Linked DNA regions of Mus musculus: region 2 is linked to region 1. A link is a contact called in public Micro-C data. All regions are on one chromosome and are shown on one strand. The core of a region is the stretch at or near the end of the contact, and the rest is flanking DNA. Distances in the headings are between cores, read along the strand shown. Region 1 has its middle 38 kb from the start of Ahnak. Region 2 has its middle 7.9 kb from the start of Gm41805.

Region 1 (4,173 bases), core at 1,141-3,640:
AGCTGAGGGGGGTTTTCCAAGCAGGGAAACAGCAGGAGTAAAAGCTGGTAGTGAAGTGTGGGACAGCAGGGTGGGACTAGGGCAGGAAGGGTGGACACTGAGGTCCCAGAGGAATACAGGTTTCAGGATCAGCTTTGGAAGGCAAAGCCTGGTGAATGCGCCCAATTTTTCCCCTCCAAGGGGAGGCAGTGGGCTCAAGAGCAATGAGCATGGGCAGCTGTCAGTCTCTTTCTTGGACTTCCTACCTCATACTATTCCCAGTCCTTTGCCCTATCCAGTCTTCACTCTTCCATGATACTAATAAATGAGAGAAACAACTGAAGTTAATGTATTATAGTTAGTCCCGCCCACTGGTCCCTTGGAGAGTGGACAGGTTGATGGTCTGCAAACACTGTTCTGCTCAATCTGGGGCCCTAGGAGGTTGAACCTTGTGTCTAGGGGAGGGCCTGAAAATGAGAGGTACTTCCACACAGGGATTGGGAGAAGGGAAGGGCTGCTTCCAAGTGTTTCCCCGTCTATCTCTGCACCTGCCATGCCTGCTCGACTCCGGTTTGAGAATCATCCAACAGCCTATAGTATGATCAGAGATTTCCACACTCCCCAAGTGGGATGGGGCAGTTCAGCCCACCCAAGCCCAGGGTAAGAACTCAGGACACCTAGAGCTCTTTAATCACAGATTAGAGCCTAGAAGGAAACAAGTCAAAATCCAAGAAGAAGCCTGGGCAAAGTGGATTAGTCAGGGCCAGGATGATTGGATGAGCCTGAGAAATGTAAAGGGTGTGGACGAGGAAGACTAGGAAAAAGAGGAAGAAGGGCTGGGGTGTGACTCAATGGTCTAGTAAGTGCAAAACGTTGTCTTTATTCGTTACTACGCAGACAGCCCCAAAGGGTGGCTGTTCATAGGGTTTGAGCCCTGCCTTTCTGGGTGCCCCAAATAAATGTACCCTAAGAAAACAGAGTACTGTAACATCAAGGCAAAATTTTTGCTCTGACCCCAAATCAAATGATCTGACACCCCCGCCCCCTACCCCAATTCACCAATTCAGCTGTTAGTGTCCAGGAAACAAGGGATCCCAGTCTCTGGGAGTAATTGTAGCCACTTTCAGCCAACCAGCCAATCCTGGAACTAATCCAAGTTCTGCCACAGTTCCTAGGCAGATTTTTATCTATTTAGACCAGGCTGGTGTGAAGTAATGAGCCAGGCTGATGGCCAAACAAGACTGGGCATATGATACTGGGCAATCACAGAAAAAAGACCAGCAGAGACCAGCTGGAAGCTGCTGTACGTGGGTCACATGTTGCCTCTGGGGCCTACCCCTTACCCGGTGGGACCTTCATTTCTAAAATGCGGCATCAGCCCCAACTCTCTGCTTTATACAGACTTTGCCTAAAAGATGACTTTGTATATGACGGCATCTTAGGTTTGCACTTTTGAATGCTGGTATTTAAAAGAGGGCTGGGGACATGGTTTGGTACTTAAGCTCTTGCTCTCGTACGTGAGGACTTGAGTTCTGGTGTCCAGAATTGAGGCGAAAGGTGGGCATGGTATTCTGGTCTGTAACCCTATCACTGGGAGATGGGGTGGGGATAGAGAGCTCCCAGAGCTCTCTGGCCTGACAGTCTAGCCCATTGGTGAGCCAGATCAAGTAAAAGAACAGGTGGACAATGATAGAGAAAGACAGGTGACTTTGGCCTCTGGCCTTCACATGCATGGGCATAGTCTTGTACACACATACACACACGTGCACATGCATAAACATGCACACAGATACAAGTACACACAAGTAATAATAAAAACAGGACTTGTGTGTGTGGGCTGGGAATGTAGCAAGTCCTGGACTTGCCATATCATAAGCCTGGTGTGGTGGCACACAACTGAAACCCCAGAACTCAGGAGGTGGACCCAGGAGAATCTAAACAGAACTCAGGAGGTGGACCCAGGAGAATGGAGGAGGTGGACCCAGGAGAATCTAAAGTTCAAGGTCATCCTCCCATTGACGGCTTTATTCCAGGACAGCCTGGGCTACACAAGAAGTCACCCTCCTGGTGACTATTTAAGGTCCATCCATCCATCCATCTCCTGGAATCTGGCAGCCCTTACTGAGCTGTAGTCACATGGGACTGCAGTGTGGGGCACTTGGTACCCTCCCCGAGGAAGGAGCTTCAGCTTAAAGCTCACTACTCCTGTCCACCCAAAGTGGAAGGCTTTGATTTTTTTTTTCAGCCATGCAGTATAGCCTGCTCTGTGTGTTTTTTCCTGTGTGTGCCGTCTCTTCCAGGATACACAGCTGCCAGGCAGCCGGTGCTCTGTCCCCTTGCTCAGGCAGCCAGGCCGTGGGGAGGACTGGAATGTGAAAAGCCAGGGAGAAGAATGACAGTGCATTTTCTATTTGCAAGCCTGCGAGTCTGGCTCGCCACTTGAATTTCAAGTGGGCCCTTCAGGCAGATAGGGATGTCAGGTGAGAGAGTGGAGGCAGCCAATCTGAATTGTCTAAATTCCTAGAAAATAAATTCTAGGAATTTAGCTGTAGGAGTAAGGTGGGTCAGGTAGGGCAAATTCACTGTAGGGGGTGGGGGCCTGGTGTGGGTAGGCTTCCACTTTTTTTTTCCTGTTTGCACACCATATTTTCCTTCAAACTATTTTCCTATTGAATCTAATAGACAAGCTTTGAACTAAGGTTTTTATTTTTTCTTTAACTGAGCTGCAGATCTCTTTTAGAGGAAAAAAAAAAAGCCACTCCCTTTAACCACTGTTTTTGGTTACTGCTCTTTGTTTGGAGTAATTACTACCCTTAAAAGTGGGAAATTACAGATTACAGATTATCAGAAGGAAATAAGTGCTTTGGATTAGCCAGACTCTTGCCCCTGGATGGCCATTCCAGGCCTTGCCAGTCTCCCAGGTACAAAGCCCTGTACTACATGTTCTGCAAACACTCCCTTTCCTTGTTTCCAGAGAGGAAACGGTTGGATCCTGTGTGTCACTTGTCAGGTTCTTGTTACATAACCATGGAAAACCTTTGATAGGGTTTGCTGGTCACAGGAATGAGTACAGGGAACAACATGGGGTCGTGGCTTGTCTTTTATCCACTGTGCCCTGACAGCGGATTGAACTTGGAGTGTATTTTCTAGCACTGATTTAATATTCACTAGAAAGATTTATAAGTTGGATGGGGTGGTGTCTTAGGGTTTCTATTCCTGCACAAACATCATGACCAAGAGGCAAGTTGGCGAGGAAAGGGTTTATCTGGCTTACACTTCCATACTGCTGTTCATCACCAAGGAAGTCAGGACTGGGACTCAAGCAGGTCAGGAAGCAGGAGCTGATGCAGAGGCCATGGAGGGATATTCCTTACTGGCTTGTTTCCCCTGGCTTGCTCAGCCTGCTCTCTTATAGAACCCAAGACTACCAGCCCAGAGATGGTCCCACCCACAAGGGGCCTTTCCCCCTTGATCACTAATTGAGAAAATGCCTTACAGTTGGATCTCATGGAGGCATTTCCCCAACTGAAGCTCCTTTCTCTGTGATAACTCCAGCCTGTGTCAAGTTGACACAAACTAGCCAGTAGAGGTAGGGTGGCTGGAGAGAGAACTTAGTGGCTAAGAGTGACTCCGGATCTTTGGGAGGACCAAAGTTTGATTCGCAGCACCTACATTGGGTAGCTGACATTCATTTGCTACTCCAGCTCCAGGGGATCTGACTTTCTCTTCTGGCCTCCTTGGGTATCTGAACTCATGTGGCATATACTCACAGATACACATACCCATTTAAAAACAATCTTTGTGGGGTAGGGTGGCACATACCTTTGATTCCAGCTGATTAATCAGGAAGCAGAGGCAGGTGGATCTCTGAGAGTCTGCGGGCAATCAGAGCTACACAGCGAGTTCCAGGACAGCCAGCGCCACATAGTGATACCCCGTCTCAAAAACCAAAACAAAAAATTTGGATGAGAATGCTGTGGTGGGACGGCCTGACTGTTGGTTTACGCAGAGAGGGAAGCCTCGTGGAGGTACCTCAGCTTGCCCATACCTCATCAAGACCTGGGGAACCCTTGACCCCCAGGCTCCTCTCTACTGTTTACTGCAATGGTTGTCAGTTTCTGCGAGGTCATGATTGGCCTTGCCAGTCACTCTCAGCAGCCCTCTGGCTTTGATGCAGCCTTCTCTTTTCTCACC
Region 2 (4,173 bases), core at 526-3,025, 79 kb after region 1:
GGTGCAAGTCTCCACTGTGCAGTTATCCTGTGTGTTAGATGCTAGGTCTCTATCCCTGACTTCAACTGTGCTCTGCCTGGTAGGGCTCATTTAGAACTAAAGAGTGATGGTTAATGCCCTGTCTACTCCATATTGTAGAACCAGAAGTGAAAATGTTCCCTAAACCATAGAATATGAATCCGATATTCTCCTTTGTGTGGACACCCATGCAGGGAACAGCAGAGTCCCTGCCAGCTTAAGGGAAGGGTCAAAATAGTCCATGTTAACTTCTGAGGCCACAGAGCAGTGGCTTATTTAGTTATTTGTTTGTCTATATAGACGCGATTCTTACTCTGTACTTGAGGATGGCCTGAGCCTCCCTGCCTCAGCCTTCTGAGTTCTGGACCACACTACACAGCCAGCGGCCCATGGTAAAGATGCAGGCTGATAACCTTGAAGCATGGAAGGGGATTGGAAAACAAAGGGTGGTCTGGTTGGTGTGGTTTGGGATGATAATATATAATAATGACTAACACATGCTGCGTGGTATCTAGGGATTTCCCATGCAGTAAGTAATTGGCCATTACAGCACTGGAGAGGGTACTACCAGTCTTCGGTCTTTCAGAGTGAGGATCCTGGGAGGTCTAGTGACAGACCGGCTGAGAAGCACAGATTCCAAGAAAGAAGGTGGGGTTTCCTCATTCCTCAGGCTGCTTCTCTGAGGCTTGGACACAGCTGCCTCCCATGTGACTCCCAGGAAGCCTTGAAACAGAGGTGGACTCAGAAGCTGGCTTGTGTGTGGTGCAGCCTCAGAGCCCTAACAGCACTAAAGGGTCTGAAGGTCTGGTCCCGTGTGTGCCAGGCCTCTGAGCTAGGCAGCTCTCCTGAGGCTGACTGCACAGTGTTCTGAGAATTGCCCTGGTGAGGCGCAGGATGTCTGCTGAGTGTTAGAGCGGCTGGGTTGTTTTGCACTGGCCCCTTCCCTGGCATGGACGTCCCTGTGGAGGCTGGGGCTGGGGCTGGGGCTGGCCATGTGGGGAGGTGGTAGAGCAATAGCCATGGTGGTTATAGATAGGAACCAGGGCTGACATCACTTTTGTCAAACACAGTGAAGCCCTTGCCAGGGGTCCACTGAAAAGTTGGTCAGGACATGGGTCTATTCCTCTGCAAGTTTGAAAGCAGAGGAACTGCCCCCACAGGCCAAGCAGCCAGTTTCTGCAGCACATTTTCAAGTTCCAACTCTGTTGGGAACCTGGAGGCAGAGATGGGGGCAGGAAGAGGTGGCTTTACCCAAGTGACAGTGCCCCACCCAAGGTCCCGACCCTTTCTGGGTAGAACAACAAATATGTTGAGAGCAGACAGCAAATATGTTGGAATTTGTACTACCACAGGGACAGGGTGGGAAAGGGCTTGGGAAAGTAGCACACGTTTTAGTCATGAGGCATCTGTGGTGTGATATCTGCATGATCTATGTTAGAGATAAAGATGAAATGGCCAGGACTGGGGAGGCTCAGGACAGACAGGCTGGATCAGGATGAAGTCAGCCCAAAGGTATGTGGGGCCCACACCTCACTCAGTGGGTGCAGAGGAGGGGCCTGGACAAGCCCGGAGGAAGGAAAACTTGGCCCTCTTCTTTCTTGCTTTTAAGATTAAATACTTGGTTTCTGACTGGAAGGCCGGGGGTTCAGAAGTTCCAGTCCCTGGGGATCTGCATGGGGCAGGGAGTGCTAGGCTGTACTGGAAGGTCAGCAGAACCACAGATCCTTAGCCCAAGGTAAATACTCTTGGGTTTGCAGTGAGAGGTGTACAGCTGCACTGGTTTGTAAACACTTCTGAAAATGCCCTTTGACTTTGATACACTGGGGTGGCCTGGCTATTGTGTTGGGAAGAGGGGGGCCCTGGGAAAGGTTGGAGGTAAGAGGAGTTAGGAAGAACAACAAACAGACCCTTTGTAGGAGGGGAAGTGACCTGGGCAGGAAGGGGGTGGGCAAGCCCTTTCCTGTGAGCAGCACAGGGTGAACCTAGTCTCACCTGCTCTTCTCACCCTAGCCAAACTCTGGGTGGGGCCTGTGCTTTGGCACAGCCCATAGTTCCCTGTCCAGTCTTCTGCCTAGGGCCCATGTCATGGCCCAGTGTTGCTCAGGTTTAGGTCACGGTCCAGAAATGCTCAGGAGCTGGCATGTCTATTGGCAATAGTCTACTTGGCACACAGCCAGCAAGTATCCCTGGGCTGTGGTCTTCAGTCACGAATCTCTCCCAACCATCTGAGGAACCTGACCAGTGGAGAAAGTATCACACCACGGGCACAGGATTCTATACACGTCTGTCACCCTAGAAAAGAAAGGTGGTGAAAATAGATAGCCCCATTGTAAGGAAAGATGGGCATAGTTGAATGAGGACAGAATATTATATGACAGTTTACTGACATGGAAAGGTAGAGAATATTGACTAAGAGAGTTTCATGGGGCTGGAAAGATGGCTCAGTGGTTAAGAGCACAGGCTTCTCTTGCAGAAAATCTGGGTTCAGTTTCCAGGGCCCCTCCAAAATGGTGTAACTAAAATTCTTTTCTGACTCATGTGGGCAGCAGGCACATGTGATGTGAATACATACACACTTGCAAACCATTCAAACACATACAAGTTTTAAAAAGTTACACACACACACACACACACACACACACACACTTTAGCATGTCTGGTCTCATTTTGGGAGAACTGTAGGATAAGTGTGTAGGTCGATGCTGAGGACCCTTCCCTATTACTTTCCATCTTGATTTTTGAGGCAGGGTCTCTCATTGAACACAGAGATTGACATTTTGGCTAGACTGGTTGCCAGAGGCCCTTGGGACCTTTTTTGTTTCTGCTTCCCAGGTTTGGCATTACATGTCTGTAACACAACCCATGGATTTTTTTTACACAGGTGCCGGAGAGATAAGAACTCAGGACTTCTTGCTTGAACATCAAGCTTTTCCCCTCTGAGCCATTTTTCAAGCAGCTACTTTGTTGCAGGTCATTTTTCTCTTAAAAATACTTAATGAAAGACTGCTGACCTTTGAGAATCCAGGACCTGTCCCCTTCTGGCATGTAGGTATACATGCAGACAGAGCACTCCTTATATTAAAAGAAAAATAATTAAAAATCCTTCCAGAGGTCCTGAGTTCAATTCTCAGCAACCAGATAGTGGTGGCCTATGACCATCTATAAAGGGAGCCGATGCCCTCTTCTGGCATGTAGATATGCAGGCAGACAGATCACCCTGCATAAAAAAAAAGCATTGGGGACCTGCCCTAGGTACTAAGTGGTGACTATTGAGCCTTCTAGGATGAGAAGACTCAAACTATTGTTTTTATTTGACAGGGTCTCATATAGCCCAGGCTGGCCTCAAACTCCTTATATGGCTGAGGTCACCCCTGAAACTCCAGAGCCTCCTGCTTTACCAAGTGCTGGGAATATAGCTGTGTGTCATTGTACCTGCCTCCAACCTCTTTTCTTCTTGGCACCAAATTATAACCTCAGAACCCAAGTTCCTGAGTTCTGTATAGAATCTACAAAGTGCCGGTAAGAGCATAGTAGATGTTAAATCTGAGATGATGTTAAGTTCTCATCCACACTTGTTTTATTTATCAATCTAATCATGTTACTTTCTAGACTCTGTACAGAAGTCAGGAGCTTTGGTTCTGAAAACCCAATTTCATTTTAATATTGGGTTGATGAAAAGCAGAATTTGAAGGATAAAGTTATTAGGATATGTTGGTTTTCCCAACCTCTGACCCAGAATGCTTTTGGGCTGCCCCTAGATCTGGATGACATCTGGCTGGGGGCCACAGGACTTGTGAATGGGGAAGTTGACATAAACACATTTAACATGCCCCGAGGGACTCTCTTTAGCTCCACACTCCCACCCCTGCCAAAGGTCTGGATGCCTGAGTTTTCTTTTCACATTTCTGACTCCTTGGGACACAGAACTCACTATGGCTCAACTCTCCCTGGATGTCTGAATGTGGCATTTAAGCTGTGGAAGGAGTCACACAAATGACACCCATAAACCACACCCACCTGTCCCAGTCCTGTTGATGGCCCAAACATCCTCCCTGCTCCATTCCTGACCTGGGTTGCCTCTGATTTCTGCTGGCCCTCACTCCTCTCAGGGAGCAGGACACCTGTGGTTTGTGGGGGTAGCTCCCTGTTGCCCCA

Evidence for each region. Hi-C and Micro-C count contacts between places; a contact is called where the count stands out from the background.
Region 2: a Micro-C map of trophoblast stem cells shows a contact between it and region 1, with 4 times the contacts expected there. A contact is called at or near these places in 3 of 484 Hi-C or Micro-C datasets (bone marrow-derived macrophages, embryonic fibroblasts and trophoblast stem cells) and 6 of 130 datasets of targeted methods (the NIH/3T3 cell line, embryonic fibroblasts, embryonic stem cells and 2 more).

Annotation. Positions count from the first base shown.
Region 1 is chr19:9,025,636-9,029,808 of GRCm38.p6, forward strand. It overlaps a transcript of Ahnak not described here. Among named protein-coding and RNA genes, the nearest start is that of Ahnak, 38 kb to the left of the region's middle.
Region 2 is chr19:9,105,541-9,109,713 of GRCm38.p6, forward strand. No RefSeq gene overlaps it. Among named protein-coding and RNA genes, the nearest start is that of Gm41805, 7.9 kb to the left of the region's middle.